4 separate regions of the Mus musculus genome follow, and regions 1, 2 and 3 are each linked to region 4. Evidence: chromatin contacts called from public HiChIP or PLAC-seq and promoter capture Hi-C data. All regions are on one chromosome and are shown on one strand. The core of a region is the stretch at or near the end of the contact, and the rest is flanking DNA. Distances in the headings are between cores, read along the strand shown.

Region 1 (3,336 bases), core at 681-3,180, 760 kb after region 4:
CCCACCATCATTCTAGGTCTTACTTGAGTGCGGGAATTGGGGGGGGCAGGGTATTGAGGAACAGAAGGTTCCCCAGGACAGAGAACTCAGCATAGAGGTACATAAGCTCCCCTTTGTCTTCATGAAGCCCCCGAAATATTAACCAAAAGAAATCTTTACTTCTGAGGCTGGGGAGATGGCTCAGAAAGTAAGGTGCCTGCTGTGCAACTGGATCGAACTTGAGAATATCACCCTGAGTGAGGTTCTGAGACCCAGAAAGAGGCGTGTGGTGTGTTCTTAATTATAAGTGGACAGTAACCATAAAGAGCAAGATAACTATGCTACAATCCACAGACCCAAAGAAACTGGGTAATAAGGAGGACTCAGGGGAGGATGTGAGAATCTCACTCAGAGGGAAACAAAATAGTCATCAGAGGTGGATGGAGTGCGGGACTGGGTGGGAGAGGAGGTGAAGAAAGGAACAGGGATGGTGATGATCAGGTGTGGGAAGGGGAGGGAGGGGGCTGGGAGTGAGAATGGAAATCAGTGGGGGGAGCATCTCTGGGACAAGCTGGAGACCTGGGTTGGGAGGAGGCTACAGGGAGTCTATGGGGGTAGCCTTAGCTGAGATCTCTACCTACCAGCTCTTCCAGTAGCCAGGTGGGACTTCCAGTGGAGGGAGGGGGACATCAACCCACCCACAAAACCTTCACCCCAAAATTTGTCCTTCCTATAAAATGCACAGAGATGAAGATGGCGCAGAGACTGAGAACGGCCAACCAATGGCTGCCCAACTTGAAACCCATGCCATGTGAGAGAGCCAACCCCTGACACTGTTAATGATGCTCTGCTCTGCTTGCAGACAGGAGCCTAGCATAACTGTCTCCTGAGAGGCTTCATCCAGCAGTAAAGGGAAATAGAGACCCACAGCCAAACATCAGGCAGAGTTTGGGGAGTCCTGTGGAAAAGTGGGAGATAGAGGCTGGAGAGATGGCTCAGCAGTTAAGAGCACTGATTGCTCTTCCAGAGGTCCTGAGTTCAATTCCCAGCAACCACATGGTGGCTCACAACCATCTGTAAAAGAGATCTGATGCCCTCTTCTGGTGTGTCTGAAGACGGCTACAGTGTACTTTAATAAATATAATAAATATTAAAAAAGAAAAAAGAAAAGAAAAGTGGGGGATAGAATTGATCAAGCCAGAGGGGTAAGAACACCACAAGAAGACCCACAGAATCAACTAACCGGACCTATGGGAGCTCAAAGACTGAATGAACCATTATCCAAAGAGCATGCCCTGTAGCAAATGTGCAGCTTGGTCTTCATGTGGGTCCCCTAACAATTGGAGGGGGTGCTGTCTCTGACTCTGTTGTCTGCCATTAGAGTCCCTTCCCATACCTGGACTTCTTGGTTGGGTCTCAGCGGGAGAGGAGGTGCTTAGTCCTGCTGGGACTAGATGATCCAGAGTAGTTGGTACCCAAGAAGGGGGTGTGTCTTCTCCCGCCTCTGAGGAGAAGGGGAGAGGATAATGGGAGAAGGGTTTTGTAAGGGCGGGACTGGGAGGTGAGGAGGGAATGGGACTGTGATTGGGATGTATAATATATAAAAAATTTGGGGGAAAGGAAAAAGAGAAAAAACTAAGCAAGCGTGTTGTGTTAGCGCACTGCAAGATGGCGCTGGAGAGGCAGCTCAGCTTCTGCGGTCAGGAGCGCATGCTGCTCTTCTAGAGGACCTGGCTTGCTTTTGTTTTTGTGATTTTAAACATAATACCATGGTGCATTCTCTTTCAACTTCATCATATCATTTATCAAGCCAGACGAAATGAGAGGCAAGGTTAATGACCAGTCTCCACCATCAGCTGAGAGCCTAGAGGTGGGTATTTGTTTTCATAGCTCAAAACAGAGATGCGGGATGAGGAGCAACAATTGAGCAATGGCTTTACGGGATGAGAATGCGAGTCTCCTTTAGATCCTGCTAGCCTCAGGCATATCGCCAGCCCCCGCCCCCCTTCTCTGGGATATATTGAGTTTCACGCTTAAAAATAGCTCTTGCAGTGCAGAGCTGGAGACAGCCCCGAGCCTGAATCGCAGCTCTGCAAAGCCGGTCTCTCCTCGTCTAGCACTACGTAGTGCGGGGCGGCGGCGGCGGCGCAGTCCTTGTTGCGTGCTGACCCTCTGCACACCACGGAACCTTTCTTTTACTCTTGCCAACCAGGTTGCTCGAAATGTTTCCGGCGCTCCCTTAGCGAAGCTGTGACCTCTTTCCCTCCCTCCCTCCTTAAAAATTTATCTGACATTTCTCCTGGAGGAACCTGCTGACACCTTTCCTTTCTCCCAAACCTCTCCTGAACTTCCCTGAGGATAAAATCGGCTCCAGCTCTATGCAGTCTATTCCACACTCCGATGAAGCAGACGTGGCTGGGATGACCCACGCCTCAGAAGGCCACCATGGCCTGGGGACCAGCATGCTTGTCCCAAAGAACCCACAAGGGGAAGAAGACAGCAAGCTAGGAAGAAACTGCAGTGGATTTGAAGATGCACAGGACCCACAGACTGCTGTGCCCTCCTCACCTTTACTTTCCATGGCTTCTTGCAGTTCTCAGGTATGTCTTTTTTCTGAGGGGAAAGGCTCCTGTCCCCTTAAACTTGATCCCGCCCCTCTCCTGACTCTGAATAAGATCACATGTGTTCTTGCAGTTTAAAGCTCAGATTTTGTTAATTTTTTTCTTTTTCTGGAGGTGATCCCTCTCCAACCCCATCAACCTACCTGTCTTTACCTCTTTGTGTTCAGAAAACCAGCTAACAGAAGTCGTAACCCTTGAACGAGTGTATCCTGCTATGTATCCAATACTCTGTTAGGCAAGGATTCATGTATGCACTTAGTGAGATGATAAAGCTTGGAGATATTAGACATCTATTTTTTTTAAAGATTTTAAAAAAGCTTTGTATATGTATGTGTGTGACTATGTTTGTGTATGTCACATGTGTACAGTTATCTACAAGGGCAGAAGAGGGAGTCAGATCCCCTGGAGCTGGAGTTACGCCAGAGCCTTCAGCCTTGTTAAGGAATCTATTCAAGATCACACAGGTGGTTTTGAATATGAATGGCCCCCATTGGCTCATACATTTGAATATTTAGTCACCTGGGAGTGGACCGCTTTGGTAGAAGTAGGACTAGTACTGTTGCTTTGTTGGAGGAAATGTGTCATTGGGGGTGGGCTTTGAGGTTTCAAAGCCCCTGCCAGGCCCAGTAGTCCTCCCTTCCCAACCCACCTCAGCCCCCTGCCCCACCCCCACCTACGGATCAGGATATAACTCCCAACTAAGTCTCCATCACCATGCCTGCCAAATCTGCCACCA
Region 2 (3,475 bases), core at 188-2,687, 530 kb after region 4:
AACTGCAAGAAGAAAGAAGCCCAGTCACCCCTGTGCACTCCCTTACCTGATCCCACATCCTATAGGACTCTGAGCCAAAACCCTACCATTTCCTGGGCTTTGCATCCTGAAGCTTGTTCATTCTAGTCTGGCTTTTGAGTGTGTAAATCTATCTCTAACTAGGCCATGAACTTCTGCAAAACAGGAAACTGCATATCCCTTAGTGTCTGTCAAAAGCCCAGCCCAGTTCTAGACATAGTAGGTCCTCTGAATATCTTAGGGTTTGAGACTTTTCTCCCTTGCCCATAGGTCTGGGACAGACCTAGTTTAAATACATTCGTGTATCCCAAGTGATTCCAGTGCCCGCCCAGGATTGAGAACTCATGATTAAGGAAAGCTGTAGGGCTAACTAAAGTATTTCTCTTTATCCCATTTTCTTCTTTCCTCCCCTCCCCTCCTCCCTTCCTTTCTATTGTGTTTGAGGCACACAGGTCAGCAGGCAGTATGCCTTCCTCCCTCCCTTCCCATGGCACATCGTCAAGGATGAGAAGTCAGGGGTCACAGATAAACAACTTGTTTTTACTAGGTACCCAGGCTAGCCTCGAACTTATCTTGATCTTCCTGTCTCTGCCTCCTGAGTGCTGGCATTATAGGTCTGTGCCACCACACCCAACTGATTTATTTATTGATTGATGGCTAAAATGGAAAAGGGGAGTGCACTGGATATGCTGAGGTACCATAGGAGTGGGATGTCAGCTGATCAGTTTGAGTCATTCTCGACACTAGGAAGTTTCAGGGCCAGAGGCACGCTGCTCAGAACCACAGAAAGTTCCAGAGCCCCACATGCAGGTCTCAGATCTGTTCTGATCCAACCCAGAATTTGTCTCTGCATCAAGATGATCAGTGCCCAGAAAAATTCTAATGGATAAATTAATTCTAGAACCAATACTTTCAGGGCTGGGTCAAACCAGCCACTAAATGCCCAGAAGACCAGAATTTTCTGGTAAGACCTAGAAAGGTAAGTGATAGCAGTAGGAAGGTAAATAGACTCCTCTGTCAAGGGTACAGGGTCATGAGCCAGGGATCACAGAAAAAAAAAATCCAACACTTTCAGGCTGAGCATCTTAAGAACCTGTTTGAGGGGGGGGGGCTTCAGGCAATAACATAGCAGCCAGCCAGCTGGAGGACAAGAATAGGCACTCAAGCCAGCAGCCTGGATGACTTTCTCTCCCCCTTTCTGGGGCACAGTGGAAAGTATGTAAGTTGGAGGGCACAGATAAACACCTGCTTCTTTGCAAGCTTGTAGCTGTAAGTGGGTCATTGCCCACAGGTAGGTGTGTAGAACCTTTCCTGAGCCAGCTGGGAAGTCAAGGCCGGGAGACCCAGGGTGGCCAGACTGTGGCTGGGTGGTGCTATACTTGTCTGAAAATATCTCTTGACTCAGAAGAGACTGAACGTTTCCGGGACCTTGCAGCCAAGTTAATAATATGCCTTGAGATCATTTAGGGCTATGTACTTAGCCTGCTGGCCTCTCTGCACTCAGCCTGGGGAAGTTTAATGGGCCTTTCAGAGAACAGAGCAGCCAACCTCATTATGCTTTCGATTTCCCAAGTAATCAGCCTTTATAACCTAAGCTAAACACACAGCTTTAATCTCAAGTTATGTACTTTACTATTACCATGACCTAAGATTATGCACGCTGTGGTAATAATTTCCTGAAAACAGCCAAGAGGTTGGAAGCAACGGTACGCAACAACTACCCCATTTTGGAAGCCACACGTGGATGTAAGTTGATAATATGTCTGTGGGTTTGTGCTTTTGATTCTCTGGGTGATTTGAGGTCAATAAAGTGATTTCTTTCCTTGTAAAAATCTGTTCAAGATTTCTGCAAAGAATTTCTGTACTGTTCAATGAATACAAACCAAAGCCCTCTGTTAGGCACAGATTCAGACAGACAGACAGACAGACAGACACACACACACACATACAACTAGGCAACAGACATATGACACAGGCACAGATGAGAAAAAACACAGACATGACAGCAAACACATACATTCATTAGATACACAGGCAACAAGGACAGATGGGTCACACACACACACACACACACACACACACACACACACACACACACACACACAGAGAGAGACACAGACACCAGACAGACTACAGACAAGAGAAGGTCACCTCCTTACTACAGCACGGAACATTTTGGTGCCTTCTCTGAGGTTATCTTTAACTGAGGTATGGCTGCTGTCTCAACCACACCCCCATTTCCTCACCTGGAAGTGGAAGATCCCTGCGTAGTTTTCAGTGAAACTTTGATCATGGGGTATAACTCGGAAAAGCAGCCGCTCATTCAGGGTCAGGCAGGCGATGGCTGCAAGAAACCAGCAGTCCCCTGCAAGCAAAAACAGACCCAGGTAGTCAGATGGGGGCTTCCCCTCTCAGAAGAGCCCTGCCAGCCCCAGTAAGAAGCTCCCCATAGCTAATGACTCGGGATGCCCACTGCCCTGCTTCCTGCCTGCCCTCAAGTAGGTGTGAGCTCAAGCAAGGAGACTGTCAGGGACAGGAGCTCCTCAACGGCACGAGCAGCACGAGGACCGGGTAACTCATTCTCTCAAGACAGGCTTTCCTAAGTTAGGCAATGGATTCCTCCTTTAATAAAACACTTCCTGGTCATTCTCTCTCTCCATGTGCAGGGCAACCGCAACATGTTGGAACAATAAATTCCTCTTGCTTTTTACATTGTAAATAAATAAATAAATAAGTCACTTCCTTCTATGGTCTCAGTAGAGACAACAGTGGTAATTATGGCTGTCCTCTGTCTTTGTAGGGTGAGCCCATTTCCCCTTCTGGCATCACGGAAAACAGTATTAGAGAACCATCAGCTAAGCAGACGTGTGTCAGAAGGCAGGGGTGTTGGGCAGCTAGCTGCCACAGAACCATTCTACACAGGTCACTAAGGCTGCCAAAGGGACATGCCTGGTACCCTGACAATTCCATAGCTCTACTGGGGGCACAGGCTAGCTGCCACACTGCTGGTGGGAAGAGAGGCTTGTAACCACCCAAACCCCCTATCTCCCTGCCTTGACTCAGCTCAGAAGCAGTGTATTGGTTTGAGGGCTCAGGGATTAATTTGTCCACACCCTCCAGGCAGTGTCCCTCAGATGCCAGAAGCCACTGTACCTGAGGTGTTCTCAGCCTCCCTTTCTGGAACAAAGTGATAGGTATTTTTCAGTTGTTCCTGCTTTTTTTGGGTCAAGTTTTAAATAGTCCTTTAATGTTCTCTCCAGTTTCTCTTCACAGAGCTCTCCTACAGTCTGCCTAGGGAGGATGCTTCCAGAACAAAAGGTGGAGGAGAGGAAGGGACTCAGAACAGTCCAGACGACAAGGTGACAGAACCTTGTCCTCTCCTCTACATGGCAGACGCCGCCTCTGCCAAAAGACTTCCTTTAGTGTGGAGATGCCTGATCTGAGGACCTGAGACTGA
Region 3 (3,496 bases), core at 111-2,610, 540 kb after region 4:
ACTGACTGGTTAGCAGTGCCAGAGATTGCACAAGCGGCCTCTGACATGCTAAGTAGAACTCTACCACTAAGTGTTACTCCTAGCCCCAGATTGTTTTGTGACTAAAATGTTTCTTGTTTCAAAAACAAGAGTCACATTGGAGGCACTATGAGAGAAGGGAGCCAGGGAAACATAATTTCCCTTCTGGTGGGTCCCTAGCAAGCAGGGTTTCATTCAGGTTCTGTCATATGCTCAGTCTATTGCTGGGTTTTGGCATCCTAATTTATGCAGTGAGGTATAAAGGCAAAAATTCTTCTAGTCTCAATGTTATGTTATAAAAAGTAGTCTTTGCCTCTCTCCTCTTTCCCTGGCTTCTGTGTTTCAGAAATCCACGGTCCCTGGCAAATGTCCAAAACAAAAAGAACAGCATCTCATGATTTTAGCCTGAGAAATGGAAGACGTCTCAATATAGTGAGGCAGAGAGTATAGCTCTGGCCACCGTGGCACTGATTCTGGGGAAAGGATGGCCATTTTAAAGATAAATTTAGGATCTAATTACTTTCATGAACAGCAGAAAGCGAGAAAGTGTGAGAGAAGCAGCCCTGACCCTGTCCTCTTAGACTTTCTTAGACTTGACCCTGTCCTCTCCTTTTTGCACTTGCAGCCAGAGCCCTGGCCCCTGCCAGGATCCTTCCCCGTGTCCATGTGCCCAGCTGTGCTTGGGGAGGTGCTGAGTGGGAGGACGTCTCTGAAGCAAACTCCAGCCAGCTACAAAACCAGTAAGCTACTCACCGGAGGTCTCTTCCAGACGAACTGGATGGGGAACTTCTGACTGTAAAAGAGAGAGGTCTCATCCGGTGGGAACTCGGGGTCTAGATAAAGAACTTTCTTCTCTAGGCACTTCCTGCGGAGCTGCTCAAATGTCTTCTCTTTCACACCGATGATCGGAAAATTGCGGCTAATGATGGCCGAATAGATGCCACTTGGGTGTCCACCTCCAGCCTCGGTGGTCTTGCCTTGAGCTGGGTGAGGAACTGGCCCTGGGGACCTGGGCTCAGCCCCCGTCCTTGGGGCCACAGTTGGACTAATAACAGTTGGCATGGCAGGCAACTTTGGAAGGAAGACTTTTTAAAGAAAATGAGATTCAGCTACCTTCAAGGAAAGGAAGTGATTACAAAGCTGAAGTTGAAGTGATTCTGTCATCTGAGGAAAAAAATGGCCACAGTCTCTTCAAAGTTTAAATCCTATCAGAAAACTGACTGGCTTCTGACCAGCTCAAATAGTGAACTATGACCCTAGAGCGATAGGTTTTCCTGAGGAAGAGTCAATAAAGGATTTAGACGCAGTTTCTACCTAGTGGCCTTCAGCAGCGCACTTGCCAGAGGGAGAAGAAGAGAGTGAGGGTTGTGTTTCAGTGGCCTGTAGAAGCTTAAGCCAGGAAAACTAAAAATAGACATGAAGTGAGGTTGTGATCATGAAAGCCACAGACTGGTGCGTGGCTAGACTGAGTGGTCGCGAAGGACCTAGCTGGAGGTATTTCTGCATTGACATTAAGAACTCGGCTTGTCAAGAAGTGAGAGTGTCTGAGACAGCTGAACACCAGAAATCAGCAAAGTGTGTAAAGGACTAGGCAGTCATGCAGGCTACTGAAGCAGCAGCCGCTGGATACATGGAAAACAGTATTTTAGAGCCAGTATCTTTTCTAGAATGTTCTGGAGTCGGCTTTCAGTCCAACTGGGTAGAAAATGCCACTCAGCAGAATTTCCAGTCAAGGAAATTCCTCTCTTCATGCCCACTGGACACACTGAGATCAAGTCGACTACATAATGTGTATCCTAGTAGATTGTTGACTAGATCATTTAGCTACACCACATCAGCATCCAGACAGAACTGGAAATAGAGCCAGGGTAGTGTCAAGTCCTTAGATGTCGTGTCTAGTGAAGACTCAGGGCTTTTAAATGGAAACCAAAGTGGCCTGGGGGAGGGAGCTGATGGCCCGGCTTCTGTTTTTGTTTGTTTGTTTGTTTGTTTTGTTTTTGTTTTTGTTTTACCATGGTAGTTGCTCTCTGGGTCATAATGAAATGGCTATATCTGATATCTGGCAGAGTAGAGGCTTGACCCAGCTTGCAGCTGTGCCTGTTCCTAAGTGACCATCCCTATAGATCCAAGTTTAGAAGACAGGAAAGGGTGGGAGATGACAGCTGAAATGGGGGCATAGGGCAGGAAAGATGGCTCAGTGGTAAAGCACTTGCTGTGTAAGTGTAGGGATTTGAGCTCCCACTTAAAACTAGGTGCAGTAGAATGTTTGCCATTCCAGAGCATCCACAGTGAGATGGGAGGCACAGGCAGGAAAAGCTGTAGAGGCATGGGCAGGTTGTTGGCCTATGCAGCAGAAAACAACAAAAAGACCGCGTTTCACCATGTCTCAAATAAGGTGGAAGGCAAGGACCAACACCCCAGGCTGTCCTCCTCTGTGTGGCATGGCACACGTGATCATGTGGATGCCTATACTCACACACACAAACATGTACACACATATATATATATACATGTCTCTCTCTCTCTCTCTCTCTCTCTCTCTCTCTCACACACACACATACACACACAATGAAAGAGAGCATGGGCTCATAATTCCTGGCAGTGTAACTTGAAGGAACCCTATGACTCAGCTATTGGAATCACCAGTTTATCTTCCTGTCCCTCCAAGAAAATGCTCAAGGTATCTTCTACTCCTGAAGAAGAACAGAGTTGCGCAGTCTCTGAAGGTTGACTGTCGAGGATCAAAGTCTAGGTTGACGTCTGCTGGCTGTGACTGTGTAGCTTTAGCCTCGTTACCTTTCTTCCTCTGAGCCAGTCTTCTCTCGTGTAAAGTGGGTTTGATAGTCATTCTGTTGTTGGGTTGGTGTAAGGATTAAACAAGTAAACTCATGTGATGCATTTAAAATGCTGTTAGGGTGTCCTAAGCACTCAGCAAGAGGTTAGAAAGAAGACTGAATTTAATATTCCTTTGGGGTTAGGTTGGGTCGAATGACCATTCTTACAGTGTCAATCAGCTATCTATCACTATAACAAGATGAATGAGATAACCAACTTATATAGACAAAAGGGCATTTTGGCTCACAGTTTTAGAGTCTTTAGCCCTTATAAATTAGCTCCATTCTTCTGCGCCTGCAAAGAGGCAGAGCATCATGGGAGAATCTTGTGGCAAAGCAAAAGCATCTACCCCATGACCAGGAAGCAAACAAAGAGGAAAAGCAAAGACCATGACCAAAAGCAGCTTGTAGAAGAGTTTATTTTGGCTCATGTTGCACAGGGAGAGTCCATGACAGCAAGGAAGACATTGCGGCACGTGCTGAAGTGGGAGGCCGAGAGAGATCACATCTCAACAGCACACAGGAAGCAGAGCAAGCAAATAGAAAACCGAGTGAGGCTATCACCCAAAGCCTGCCACGGACGACATACTTCCTCTAGCAAAGATGTACCCCCTAAGAGTTTCATAACCTCCCCTCACGGTGCC
Region 4 (3,325 bases), core at 462-2,961:
TCACTCACATATAAAATTATCTTCGATTTTATTTCACAGGAAAGTCACATGCTCAAAATGAAGAGAAACAAACATGGATAATATACTTACGTATAAATATATAATATTACCCTGAAGATAAACATATAATGTTTACATGTCAGGATATAGTCTACTACCTTAGCAAAGCCCTAGCCCATGAATACAACACTACCGTGTACGGTCACTTACCCTGGTCCTTAGGAAGTGAATAATACACTATAATTATTTCCTCGATGGCAATACGGACTTGCTCACAGATCCTCTGGGTTTCCTATGAGGTGATGGACCAAATTCAGAAAGAATGTTTAACATCAATGCTGTCAACTCATTTACTAAGGAAGAGACCAAACATCTATAGAGCATGGTTAAATCTTTTATGAAAACTCGTCATGAGTCAGGTCTTATAATGTACTCACCACACAATAGAAAGAAATTAGGTAGACACCTGACAATTATAAAAAGCATTACAAAAAGAAGGACAGCCTTGGCTGTCCTGGAACTTGCTCTGTAGACCAGGCTGGTCTTGAACTCAAGAGAGCAGCCAGCCCCTGCCTCCTTAAAGTGCCGGGATTAAAGGTGTGTACCACCAGCAGCAACAGCAACATCTTAACACTAAAGGGTTTTATATAACAGGTGCTGCTTAGATACTGCAAAGACATTTAACTCCTCCTCTGCTATTTATTGACCTGAGCCTCTAAACCTGCTTACTCATTGGTCAGATGGGGAATATGTATGTGAAACAGCTATAAATCAACAAGGAAAGTTGAAAGTTAAGAGGAACTAACCTGGCTGAGTTTCAGCCTAAATTTAGAAGACCTTTCTAACCCTATGCACCTGGCTATTTACAACAATCCCATGTGGTAAGAACTGTAACCTCGCTTGCTAAGTGGGGGAAATAAGTGTGGCTTGAATGTGAAGGGTAAGAAAACGGGAGGATTCTTAAGGAGAAAATAACCCTCCGGAAGCAAAGCTCACCTGTGGAGATGGCCATGGAAGTTTAGAGAAGTGCGTTGTCAGAACAGTGGCTTCCCCGTTCACTTTCACTGCTGCCTCATCTGGGGGTGTCAGAGGCGGCAGGGGGCCAAAGTTAGTGTTAAAAGGTTAAAGTTACTACTTGGACTTTTTAGATAACGCGTCCCTTTTCCACCCTAATCAACATCTCCAAAACAACTCCAGAAATCGTTTTATATTTCTGCTTCAAGTGCGGAGAATGGGTGGGAGAAGGGATGAGGACCAGAGACATTGTCATCTCAGGGGACAGCAGAGGGAAGGTTAGGATGCAGGGAGATGAGGGAAGAGCCCGCAACGGCAGACACTCACTGAGTCTTCTCCAAAACATTTCTCGATTAAATTCCTCCGCTGTCTCCTGGGCTTCGCCGACTTGAGGAAGGCCGGATCACCCCGAAAGCAAAAGACAGGTGAGAGGAGCCCTGACCTGATGCCCTACATCCCTACCCGGAGCCCGGGATGCAGATTCCCATAACTCACCCCGTACTCGAGGCAGAAGTGACCGTAGCTCCTCTGCTAAGTGCCGGAGCTGCTCCAGAGGCGGAGCAAGGAAGGGGACTGCGGCTGTCGAGCTCGCCATCGCAGGCTCTCTCTGGGAACCAGCTAAGACGCTTAAGCCATTTGGCCCCGCCGCAGTACTTCCGGTGCTGAAAAACTCATCTCGTTTCCGGCAACACACAGCGCGTCCCGCCCCTTCCTTCTCAGTGTAGCGACCCCGCCTTCCCAGACAGCCCGGCCATCCGTCCACGCCTCCCCCCACCCCCAGAGACCCGCCCACTCAGGAACAAGACCACGCCTCCCCACTGGAAACCTGCCCACTCCCCGCTGGCCCGGCCTGGAGACCCAGCCACGCCTCCTTCACCTGCCCTCCCCGCAGATCTAGAGACTTTTTCCAGTCCCTGGCTACACCCCACTACCCCTCCCTCCATGACACTAGGCCACTCAAAAGACCCAGCCAGGCATCTTTTGACCTACTAGAGACCTGGCCACTCTTCTATGTAACTGAGCTTTTCCCCTGTAAATATGTCCGTGGCAGTGCCTGCAGAGGCCAGAGAGGGAATCAGATCCCCAGGACCCGGAGTTACACTGTGTGAGTGAAGGGAATCGAACCTGTGACCTTTGGAAGAGCAGCCAGCACTCTTAACTGCTGACTCCAGCTCCCTGGTGACTCTTTCTCCAAGCCCCCAAACCAGGCCCACTTTCTGGCTCCCATATGTTTATCAACATTGCAGATCCGTTTGTGATATTTCTTTGTTAATACTTATCTTTTATTATTTTTTAATCACATGTAAGTCTGTGCACATATGAATGTAGGTGCCCACAGTGGCTCTGGCCTGGAGCTAGAGTTACAGGCAGTTGTGAGCATCTGACATGGTTGCTAGGGATTGAACTCGGGTCTTCTGGAGGTAAAGTACATGCTCTTAACCACTGATCTCTCCAACCCATTGTTTATGGCTACCATTCATTCATTTATTTGATTAGTTGAAAACAACCTTGGCTAAGGAAGCAGAAAGCCCATGATCGGTGGGGAAACAGGCTGGGAAGTCAAGTCTCAGGAGCAGTAAAGGTCCAGGACAAGTTTCCACAGGCTCCCTAGGCAGAAAATGACATCCTGAACTCCAAGTTCGGGCTGGATGCTTTTCACAGGATGACCCTAATAAACACAGTAGTACCAAGGGACACAGTGACACAGAGACCCCACTGTGGCAATCTTCTTGATTAGGGCTCTTTGCCTCCTGAGGAAGAATCAATTGTTAGACTTTTCTGCAGTCCACACAGCAAGAATCAGTAGTAAACATTTCCAACATTCAGATGTCCAAGGAGTGACTGCTTCCTGAAGCTCACCCACTGATACTGGCTTTCCCATCTGCCACAGGGCAGAGATCTGAGCCACAAATGTGGAGGCTGGACTTCTTCCAGGCTGCTAGCTGTAAGCCATGGACTTCAGGAGCTCAGATGACTTTTTAACTGCACCATGAATATTCCAAGTTCAGTGGAGTTCAATGTCCACACACGGTAAATGAGCACAGGTGTCAGCAATGTCAACCAGGTCCTCAATGGAGAGAATGTAAAGGCTAGGGAGCCATATGTCACATGAAGAAAGTAGCAAGAATAAACCTGCCATATGTACAGTAGAAGTATAAGTAGGTAAACAGGTATAATCTTCCAGTATTTTCCCTGGTGGAGATGAGACCTGAAGCTGTGACCAAAGCAGCGATGTAGCAAACTCCAGCATACGTAAGCCATCAAGGGGATGTTAAAGAACACCAGCTAGGAAAAAGGAGACAGAGCCATT

What was found. HiChIP or PLAC-seq counts read pairs in DNA pulled down with a chosen protein or histone mark. Capture Hi-C pulls out chosen DNA fragments and counts their contacts.
Region 1: a contact with region 4 is called in a promoter capture Hi-C map of adipose tissue. The contact joins the promoter of Pla2g4e here to the promoter of Ccndbp1 in region 4. A contact is called at or near these places in 2 of 39 promoter capture datasets (both in liver) and 2 of 9 other capture datasets (adipose tissue and macrophages).
Region 2: a contact with region 4 is called in an H3K27ac HiChIP or PLAC-seq map of regulatory T cells, with 5 times the contacts expected there. The contact joins the enhancer-like site here to the promoter of Ccndbp1 in region 4. A contact is called at or near these places in 8 of 39 promoter capture datasets (the 3T3-L1 cell line, 3T3-L1-derived adipocytes, the C10 cell line and 5 more), 3 of 115 datasets of contacts at active chromatin or transcription factors (embryonic stem cells, regulatory T cells and stem cell-derived neural progenitor cells) and 2 of 9 other capture datasets (adipose tissue and liver).
Region 3: a contact with region 4 is called in a promoter capture Hi-C map of liver, with 3 times the contacts expected there. The contact joins the promoter of Capn3 here to the promoter of Ccndbp1 in region 4. A contact is called at or near these places in 14 of 39 promoter capture datasets (the 3T3-L1 cell line, 3T3-L1-derived adipocytes, the C10 cell line and 11 more), 2 of 115 datasets of contacts at active chromatin or transcription factors (embryonic stem cells and stem cell-derived neural progenitor cells) and 3 of 9 other capture datasets (adipose tissue, liver and macrophages).

What each region holds. Positions count from the first base shown.
Region 1 is chr2:120,243,929-120,247,264 of GRCm38.p6, reverse strand. It overlaps Pla2g4e (phospholipase A2, group IVE), which reads left to right and starts at 1,930. Exons shown (of 20, transcript NM_177845.4): 1 at 1,930-2,579. The coding sequence starts at 2,358.
Region 2 is chr2:120,481,018-120,484,492 of GRCm38.p6, reverse strand. Capn3 (calpain 3) reads right to left here. Exons shown (of 24, transcript NM_007601.3): 3 at 2,265-2,383; 4 at 1-2. Among named protein-coding and RNA genes, the nearest start is that of 4931402G19Rik, 13 kb to the right of the region's middle. Within about 2 kb of position 1,437, at least 34 of the 459 cell types and tissues checked have an H3K27ac peak or open chromatin away from gene starts, as enhancers often do. A contact at or near this core is called in pre-B cells and regulatory T cells, where this site is marked.
Region 3 is chr2:120,461,457-120,464,952 of GRCm38.p6, reverse strand. It overlaps Capn3 (calpain 3), which reads right to left and starts at 1,360. Exons shown (of 24, transcript NM_007601.3): 1 at 772-1,360. The coding sequence starts at 1,080. It overlaps 4931402G19Rik (RIKEN cDNA 4931402G19 gene), which reads left to right. Exons shown (of 5, transcript NR_040608.1): 2 at 644-758.
Region 4 is chr2:121,006,794-121,010,118 of GRCm38.p6, reverse strand. Ccndbp1 (cyclin D-type binding-protein 1) reads right to left here and starts at 1,711. Exons shown (of 11, transcript NM_010761.2): 1 at 1,510-1,711; 2 at 1,342-1,401; 3 at 997-1,076; 4 at 211-292. The coding sequence starts at 1,609. Tmem62 (transmembrane protein 62) reads right to left here. Exons shown (of 14, transcript NM_175285.3): 14 at 2,276-3,300. The coding sequence ends at 2,974.